Linked DNA regions of Astyanax mexicanus: region 2 is linked to region 1. The links are chromatin contacts, called in public Hi-C maps. All regions are on one chromosome and are shown on one strand. The core of a region is the stretch at or near the end of the contact, and the rest is flanking DNA. Distances in the headings are between cores, read along the strand shown.

Region 1 (4,782 bases), core at 1,321-3,820:
AGGTCAACAGTGTTTAATGGAGATCCTCTGTCAAAACTGTTTAACTCTATGGGCCTTGGCCAATTGTCTGAGACATTTTGATAGTTTACTCTAACTTTACAGTCCTAAAAATTAGTAAGTAAAGTAAGTAGTATGAAGGCAATCACACATCTTATGTACTGTTATTTTCAGCAGATCCTAGGCTTCTCAAAAGTGTCTTCAGTACATGTGTGAACATTAAGTGGATAAACAAACCCAAGTCATGAGCCAGTGTTTTATATATATATAAAAAAAAAATAAAAAAAAAGTTAGTAGTGTTTAACTGAGCATACAAGTAAACTGGGTGTTATGGTGAACCCAAGGCAGCAGAGCCAGTGTTTCACGAAGAACCCAAGGCGGCAACATTTACAAGAGTACATCTGTCAAGATTGTTTTAATTTATGTACCCTAGGTGAATAGAAGTTTTAATGGTTTATTACTACATTTATTCTTTTAAAAGTTAATAAATTAATTATTCATTGGAAACATTTGTCACACGTGAAGTGGAAGAAGAACTTAAGTCAACAGTCACTGTTAAATAGAGAATCCAAGCAAACAAATCTTATTTAATCCTAAGGCAGCAGCAGCCAGTGTTTCACGGAGAACCCAACGCAGCAATGTTTACTTGAGAACCTCTGTCGAAAGTGTTTCATTCTATGGAACCTGGGCTAATTTTATACGTTTATTTTACATTTCTTCTCCTAATTTTCTTAATTACTAAGTATTCATGGGAACACCATGGGTCACATTTTAAGTTAATAAAGAACCTCACTGCTTAATATAGAACCCAAATTCCTAGGCCAATTTTCCGGAATGTTGTGATGGTTGACTGTGTTCATTCTCCTAAACATAACATTCTCCTAAAAAGTAATTATAGTAGACAGTCACACATATGTAGGTAGAAGATCCTAGGCTTCTTAAACATGTCTTCACTACAGATGTGAAGATTATGTAGATGAAGAACCCAAGACATGAGCCAGTGTTTAATGGAAACCTGTTAGCAGTGTTTATCTGAAAACCCATCTGGGTTTAATGAAGACCCAAAGCAGAAACACTGGCTCTGCTACTATGGGTTCTCCATGAAACACTGGCTCTGCTACTATGGGTTCTCCATGAAACACTGGCTCTGCTACTATGGGTTCGCCATGAAACACTTGCGCTGCTGCCTTGGGCTTTCCACAAAACACTGGCTATCCTGCTATGGGTTCTCCATGAAACCCTGGCTATGCTGCTATGGGTTCTACATAAAACACTGGCTCTGCTGCTATGGGTTCTCCATGAAACCCTGGCTATGCTGCTATGGGTTCTACATAAAACACTGGCTCTGCTGCTATGGGTTCTCCATGAAACACTGGCAATGCTGCTATGGGTTCTACATAAAACACTGGGCTCTGCTGCAATGGGTTCTCCATGAAACACTGGCTCTGCTGCTATGGGTTCTCCATGAAACACTGGCTCTGCTGCTATGGGTTCTCCATGAAACACTGGCTCTGCTGCTATGGGTTCTCCATGAAACACTGGCAATGCTGCTATGGGTTCTACATAAAACACTGGCTCTGCTGCTATGGGTTCTCCATGAAACACTGGCAATGCTGCTATGGGTTCTCCATGAAACACTGGCTCTGCTGCTATGGGTTCTCCATGAAACACTGGCTCTGCTGCTATGGGTTCTCCATGCAACACCGGCTCTGCTGCCTTGGGTTCTACATAAAACACTGGCTCTGCTGCCTTAGGCTTTCCACAAAACCCTGGATTTGCTATCTTGGGTTCTCCATTAAACCCAGTTGACTTGGGTTTTCCATTAAGTGGATGCAGAACCCAAATCAACAGCCATGAACAGTGTTTCATGGAGAACCCTGGTCAGCAGTGTTTAGTGGAGCACCTCTGTTTAGAGTGGTTGATGGAAACCGCCAATATGTAACTTAATGACTTGGAGCACTGAAAAGAAAAGTTCTGAGAAACTCTTTCAATAACCTTCATTTGCTCGCGCTGTTTGGGTTTAACGCTCATTATTGATCAAACAAACATGTTTATCCTGATTTTTGTTTAATGTTTTCTTTTTAAACTGAGTTATTTAGGTTAAGTTAAAGACTGAAACCAAACAAACACACGCGGTCTTACCTTCAGTGCTGCTGCCGAGTCTCAGTCAGAGTCTCCCATGCGACTCAACAGGTCAGCAGCGTTAGAGGAGCAGCAGCTGAAGCGGGAGTGTGAGATCTCACTGAGTCATTTTAAGCGTGTTCGGGTGGGTTTGAGGCCATTTCCAGAGCTCCAGAGCTCACTGAGTACTGAGCGCTCCCTCCTCCTCCTCCACGTCTGCGCTCCACTTCTGCATTCAGCGCTTTTCCTCACTGTTTGAGGAGGAGGATCAGAATGTGCTCCGGTCTGAAAGTGTGATTAATCCGGAGAGTTGAGGCTGTAATCCCGCAGCGGTGGGTCAGTAGTAGTGATAGTAGTGATAATAGTGATAGTAGTGGATCAGAGTTTCTGTGTGAACTCCTGAGCGGAGAAGCGCTGCTGAAACTTGTGTGTGCGCTGAACTTTGTTCCCAGTGTTACACTCCCCCCCCCTCTACTCCTCCCTCATCCTCCTCCTTCTCTCCGCGCCGCCCACTGAAATAACAGAAAAAAAGAACTGGAAACATGGCGCGCGCGCGCCTCGTCACGTGACTGCCGGTGTGCTCCACGGGCGCGTCCACGCGCGTTCCCGTCACCCATTCATTCAGTACATGCAGGCTGTGTCCCAGCTGTTTACTGTACACTGATACTGTAACACACGAAGCACCATAGGTGCAATCACGCTAAAAAAAATAAAATAAATAAATAATAATAATAATAATAATAATAATAATAATAATAATAATAATAATAATAATAATAATGTGTGGCCACGACTTATTAAGGCATGGGAATTAGATCCTAATACGTGATAATGATATAATTAAGTTGTGGCCATGACTTAATAAGGCATGGGAATGAGATCATAATTCATGGAAATGAGAAAATTAAGGCATGTGAATGAGAAAATTAAGTTGTGGCTATGACATATTAAGCAGGTGAACGAGAACCTAATGCGTGTCTGGGACTTATTAAGCCCTGGGAATGAGATCCTAATGCATGGGAATGAGATAATAAAGGCATGTGAATGAGAAAATTGTGGCCACAACTTATTAAGGAGTGGGAATGAGATCCTAATATGTGGGAATTAGATAATAAGGCGTTTGAATAAGAAAATTGTGGCCACAACCTATTAGAATCATATTAGGATATCATTCCCACGCCTTAATAAGTCCTGGCCACACCATAGGATCTTATCCTATGGTGTGGCCATGACTTATTAAACAACCTAATTAACAACCTATTAAGGTTAACAAGATCCTAACGTGTGGGAATGAGATCATGAAGGTGTGTGAATGAGATAATTAAGTCGTGGCCATGACTTATGGGAATGGATAATTAATCAGCAGCCAGATAATAATAAACCCTGATTTTTTTGTAAATTAATGCCCATGAAGAAGACTGAATATTACACCAAAGCTCTAAATCAAGGATAATCTTTAGTACAAAAATGGAAAGTACACTGGTTTCTTTTTATTTTAATCTCGGAATAAATGATGGTGATATTGAGGAGTCTCTTGCAGTAAGACATGGAATAATACTAAGTAAAAGACACTTAATCCTCATACTAAAAGCTAACAGGCTCAGACGCAGACAGTATGCAGACCAGTTAAATTTTCATAGGCTGATTTTTGTCAATGGATTAAAACATTATTTATTTCTTTGTTGGAAATTTGATCTATTTATACATTCCACATTTTAAATCAATGATTTTTCAGAAACGTGTACCTTCAATAATTGATGCATTTCAAACTAAAATAAAACCATGTTTACGTGATTTATACTGAATATTACTTACTATATAAAATAAAATCATTTTCGGTAAAGTTTCATGTGATAAAAGAAAGAACACAGTAACATGATAATACTTTTTTAATCGTTTATTTTCAAAACAATACACATTCAATGTCACAGAATTGCAATACATTTAGCTCTATATGTTATATAAAATATTTAATATGTAAAATATTTAAATGTACACTACAACTACGTACTACCGTGATATATTGGTCATAGCACTTGATCATAATAAACACATATACATGTACCTTTATTGCATAATTAGCGTTTATTTGGTTAAAAATAACAGATAATAAAATAGGTTGTATACGAAGATTATGATCATTTAAGATTTAATCAAGTTTTTTGAAACCCTTCTATAAAAATCCCATGTTTCAGTACGTCTGTTTCTACATGCAGCAACTAGGTACACTGAAGGCTGAGTGTAATAACGTTGACCTACCAATAGGAGGCAGTGTGTGAGCGTCTTATTTACATTTAAAAAGTCCCTGCTAATCTGAAAAGCTCAGTTTAAGACCAGCTTCTTATAGTTGAAGCCAGTTTCTTATGGCAAAGACTAGTATTTTATGATCAAATGAACAACCAAAAATCCAAAATCAGTGGTTTCACTTCTGCTACTGTTTAAATGTGGATTAAAATGAATAAAAAATTATTTACCAGGAGTGGGGTTCGAACCCACGCGGACATATGTCCATTGGATCTTAAGTCCAACGCCTTAACCACTCGGCCATCCTGGTAAACGTATACGGCTTCTGTAGCACAAGGTCCTTTAAAGAAATGCTGATACATTTAATAAATAAAGCATAGAATGACACACCGAATGGAATGACACACAGAATGAGACAAG
Region 2 (5,285 bases), core at 1,083-3,582, 110 kb before region 1:
AGCTGTGTTAGCCTAAGCCAAGCCTTTTATACTGCAAAAATACACACCCCAAAGCTGGAGATACTACTTTACAGGTCCTAGTAATAAACTGTTTAGACTGGGCAGAGAAACTTTCGAACTCACTGGTAACATTTACTCTTGTTTTATTCCTTTTTTGGTCACTAAATTTTTCTAAGACGTGCTAAGGCTTTTTAGGCTGTGTAGCAGCTAAGGTTTTAGCTGAACCAGCATGCTTAGTAGCTTCCATGCTGCAACACCACTCGCTCACTGTTGTGTATGGACAAACTCGGGGGTAAATTTTGTGTTGGGAAACGAGTAGCAGGCGAAGTCAGAAGACAAAACCAACACAGATACCCGGGATGGACTTCACAGTCCAAATAGGTTGACAAGAGCTGCCATTGCTTTCATTTAACATGTTTCCTTAATATTTCATGATACATCCTGATCATTTTATCATTTACTACTGAAAATATAATCTGTAATGGTCCTTCAAACCAGCATAATCTGATGTGTGTAAAGGTGGGTGATTTTGGTGTACCTCCAGTGCCTGGTTGACAGCTTCAGTGTTCTCCGGCAGGTTCTCCGCAGCCTGCAAGTTCTCCTCCAGACTGTTCAACCAGCCAGACTCCACATCTAGATACTGCAGAAGCTCAATCCAGCACGACCACACCTCCTGCACACACACACACACACACACACACACACACACACACACACACACACACACACACACACACACACACACACACACAAACACACACACAGACACACACATCAGCTGCTATTCTTCTACAAACACACAGAAACATCTAGAACTGTCAAACTGTATCATATCGTACCTCGAGTGTGTGGCACTTGCTCTTGAAGCGATCACACAGTTTGTGGTAGTTCTTCAGCACCTCAGTCAGCTCACCGCTCAGGTCCTGACCACCAGGGGGCGCTTTACTCATTAACACATTAATACTGTCCTTCAAAATCTTCACTCGCACCTCCTTCTGTAGCACATCCTCTTTAGCCCTCTATAATAAAACCAAAATAAACAGATGTAAAGAGGTAAATCACCTGTAGACAAACATTTTTCATGCCATTCTGACACCCAAACATATACAAGATGTTGGTCATTAAAATGCATTAGAAAGGGCTGCATGACTTTGTGATGTATTATTAACATTGTCTGCAATATGTATTTCAATATTGCAATATATCATTAAAATATCAAATGTACTGGGCATATTTAAACTGAAGGATGTACGATATATTGAACATATTGAAGCATCATGATTTTTTTTTTAGTTTTGCAATACTGTAACAATTTTTAAAACACATGTGTTTTGGACTCTAATATTTGTTCCTCCCTGTTCCTCCACTGTGTATAAAGACAGTTACAATTGGAATTGTATATATGTCTTTTATATTTATATAGCTAGTTCTTTATATTTATTTAGATTTAGAAGCTCCTGTATTTGTCTCCCATTATTGCTGTTAAAGCTATTTCGAAGTTCAGTGCTTAAAACAATAAATATATGTTCAAAAACTATGTGTACTGAGTGGTCATTATGCATTTTTTTATAGTTAGTTTAAAGTAGTAACAGCCATTTTATTTTTTTTTTTTTGAGCCAATGTAAAATAATCAGTCACTTTAATATTAAAAAAATAGTTGCATTAAGGTCAAGATTTCGCATTAAATTAAATTGACTATTTGTGTTGCATTAATAAAGACAATATATTTTTTTTTTATTCGTGACAATTAAAAATAATTGAATTGTTCCAATCTAAAACAATAGCTTGCACAGAGTAAAAAGTGAATAAATTTTTTAATCCATTTTTTTATATATTGAGCCAATAACAAATTTTGTGTGATCGATTAGTTTATTTTTATTACATTTAACCAGTGCTTAATTTTTTTACAGTGTAGTTTTAAAATTTTAATAATTAGTTAACATGTACATATTGGTGGTAGACAGTGATTCATTTTGTGTTGGTTTAAACCCCGCCCACCAGATAGCAGAGCTGTACTCTGCTGTCAGATCCCAATGTTCTGATTGGATAAACACACGCAGGCTTGGGAATGACTGGTTACAGGTTTGATCCCCATGACCAGCAGCAGGAAGTGGGTGCAGTAGGAGTGAAGGAACAGTGTTTTCTCCTCTGTAAACCTTTAAGGCTGAGATATCTTTAAACAAGGCATCTCTCAAGCTCTAACCCCGAAACCCTGAGTGATGCTGCCCTCCCCCCGTCAGTGTTTTCATACCTTCATCTCTTGCAGAGCCTCCTCCAGTTCCTCCGGGCTCTTGTACTCAAAATCTCTCATGAGGAACTCCTCATCCACCTGCGTCATCCACTCTCGCATCTCCACCAGGTCCTTCCTCAGGTTCAGCGCTCTCTCCTGACTTTCACTCACCTGCTCCTGCTGCTTCAGCAACTGCTCAACCAAGTTTCAGAGAGGTAAAAGAACGGTCATGTGACATTTTGCAGATTTTCTGAACAGTAGAAAAATCCAAAAATACTCTTTTTTCATGCATTCTAAGGATTTCTCCATGGTTTCTCAAAAACATGCAAAATCATGCAAATATGGTGTAACTGCATGATCACAGTGTCTATTCTCAGCAGATCCACTGATGGCATCAGTGATTGACAGATGGACAGAAATGAAAGTACTGCAGTGACAGGCCATGCTCTTCCTCACCTCTTTGCTGAGCGTCTCCCAACGTTTCTGTCTCCCATCGAGCTCCTCCTGCCCCCACGTGGCCAGTCCTGATACTGCACTCTGCTGCACCGCTGCAACGTTTTCTCCCATTTGTTTCAAAGAAGACTCCACCGTCTCCATCTCTCCCATACATTCCTATGAAGATGGAGAGAAGATAAAATATGTACAGTCATATATAAACTTACCTAATGCCTGAAGATGTTTTTTTTTAGTTTAGCACTGGTGTTATAAGAAAAGAACTGGTAATGGAAGCAATATGATACCCAAACAATAAGCAATGTTCAATTAATTAATTCATTAATAATTAAGCTTAACCTCTTAACGCGCCAGGGGTGGGCAATTCATTTTCCCAAAGGGCCTCATGAGACATTGCAACGGTTTTAGAGGGCCGAACTAATATACTTATTTCAGTTCTGCACAATACATATATATATATATATATATATACACAGTAGGCCTATACAGCATTTATAATAACTCTTTCATTTACAGTTGTTTATAAAAAAAAAATATTCATTAACGTGATTCATTAACGTGGTGGTTCAGTTTAGAAATCCATATATATTTTCATTGTTTTAACATTGATTTAACTTAATAAAAAACTGTAAATGAAACACTACAGCAATGCAATGAAAATGTAACTTTATACAAAAAAAAAAAAAAACGCAATAAATGCATTTGCATGTTTGTTTTGCCTCAGTTCTAGCCTGTTTTGGGTTTGGATAAGTGCAAAGTCAGACTGAATATCTGAAAAAGTGTGGAAACGTGAAGAACAGCACACCATTGTTAAATATGTTTTATAAACAACTGAATATAGATTTTGTACAGATAGTTTGGTAACCCATTACTCTAAAAGGATACAGTAATATCACTTGCAACACAGATCTGGAATACATGAGAAAGAGATCCTTAAGAATTTTTCAGTATTATTACTGGAAACATACATAATGAACACAATTAAGACTGTTACACAATGTTCAGCGGTTATGATTTAATAATCATTCGATTTGCTTATTTTATAGGACATTATATTTAGTTTATAGAACTTTATAGGATGTTTATAGAAACATTTCTAAAATGTTACACTGTTCTACAGATAGGTAGTTGTGTTTCTGTTGTATATTGGATTATTAAAACTGGAAAATTATGATTTATTTTTAGCTATAAAATTAGTTTCTGTTCCATTTTCAGCCTCTGCTCCTCCGCTGTCCATGCAGCACTCGTAATACACTGTTTAGACATGCATGCTAGTTTTTGTTGTGACAGATTTATTTTTTCCATTTAATTTACCAAGAATCTCAGGCAAGCTGGTCAGATAGCCAGAGGGCCGGTTGTGGCCCGCGGGCTGAACAATGCCCAGGTCTGTCCTAAAGGGTATTTCTACTCTTTGAGCTTCAAATGTTTCTAGGAGTAATATAAAGAAAGAACCATGTTTGGAACAGAGATGATTGGGAGTGTGAAGAAATGGGTTTTTATACCTAAAAAAGGTTCTACATGTTCTGCATAGTCTTCCATGTATCTCTATTGTAAACAGGGTTCTTTATAGAAAGCTAGTACTTCTATGGCATTACTCAAATATACTGTTTCTTAGGTATGCAATTGTTTTTTGTATTATATCAAACTCTTCAGTTTAATACACCCATGTGAACCGGGATATGTCCCTACGCGTTTAGGAACTAAACAGGTTGAGTTTGCAACAGCCTCACTCAAACTCCAAATATATAATGTTGCCTTGCCATGAACACATCGACAACACCTCACAACAGACAACACATACAAGTATGGGTGCTCCTAAACCACACCTGAACTATCACTCATTAAACTTGACTATGAACAATCAACATACTGCTCATCTCATGATTTTGCTAAGTGTGTGGATCAGTTTGAGCACTGACCTTGTACTGGTTAAGTTCTTCCTGTAGCTTTCTGCTCTGGCTGAGTGATCCAGAGTCCCTGGATAAAAGCTCCTCCACAGCGTCCAGCCATCGAGTCACCTCCTGACTCTGGACCTGAATACAGTGAGAGCACATTAATACAGCAATCAACAAACACAAAAAAGGAGTTATTTATGACACTGCTGACAACAATCACATTGCAACTACATCAAGTTGTTTCTTTTTGATCACTAGATATGATTAGCTCTAAGCACATAGAAATGTAATTTTTTAGTTTTTTAGTTATTTTTAGCTAGCTAAAATCTGGACCCAGAGTAATTATGAAGTGTAAATATTCATAGTATGCACAGTAAAATAAAATATTTACTTTCTTTGTATGACCTGCATGTTTAGACCCCAAAGTGCTATCTTCTATTAATTTCTCATCAAGTCATAACAAACTTGATGTGTGGCATATAGACCTTTATGTGTTTTTTTTTTTTTAACAAAATATAACAAATAAATAAATAAACAATCAAAAAACAGCACGTTAGATGATGTTCATCATGTATACATCACACACATCATTCACCTGTGTATCCTTCATGCTACCCAGAATGCACTGGAGCATGCCAAGCTGGTCAGCTGCAGAGATGGAGAGCTGAGTCCAGCGCTGTAACTCAGCCGGATTGGATACAGTCTGC

What was found. A called contact is a pair of places that touch in the nucleus more often than the background predicts.
Region 2: a Hi-C map of muscle shows a contact between it and region 1, with 11 times the contacts expected there. The contact joins the enhancer-like site here to the promoter of utrn in region 1. A contact is called at or near these places in 2 of 3 Hi-C or Micro-C datasets (both in muscle).

The regions. Positions count from the first base shown.
Region 1 is chr13:12,695,768-12,700,549 of AstMex3_surface, reverse strand. utrn (utrophin) reads right to left here and starts at 2,570. Exons shown (of 77, transcript XM_049463002.1): 1 at 2,140-2,570. trnal-uaa (transfer RNA leucine (anticodon UAA)) reads right to left here and starts at 4,672; the gene lies at 4,590-4,672.
Region 2 is chr13:12,801,183-12,806,467 of AstMex3_surface, reverse strand. utrn (utrophin) reads right to left here. Exons shown (of 77, transcript XM_049463002.1): 23 at 5,174-5,285; 24 at 4,603-4,716; 25 at 2,687-2,842; 26 at 2,252-2,422; 27 at 840-1,019; 28 at 539-673. Among protein-coding and RNA genes, the nearest start is that of utrn, 110 kb to the right of the region's middle. Within about 2 kb of position 2,332, the one cell type or tissue checked has an H3K27ac peak away from gene starts, as active enhancers do.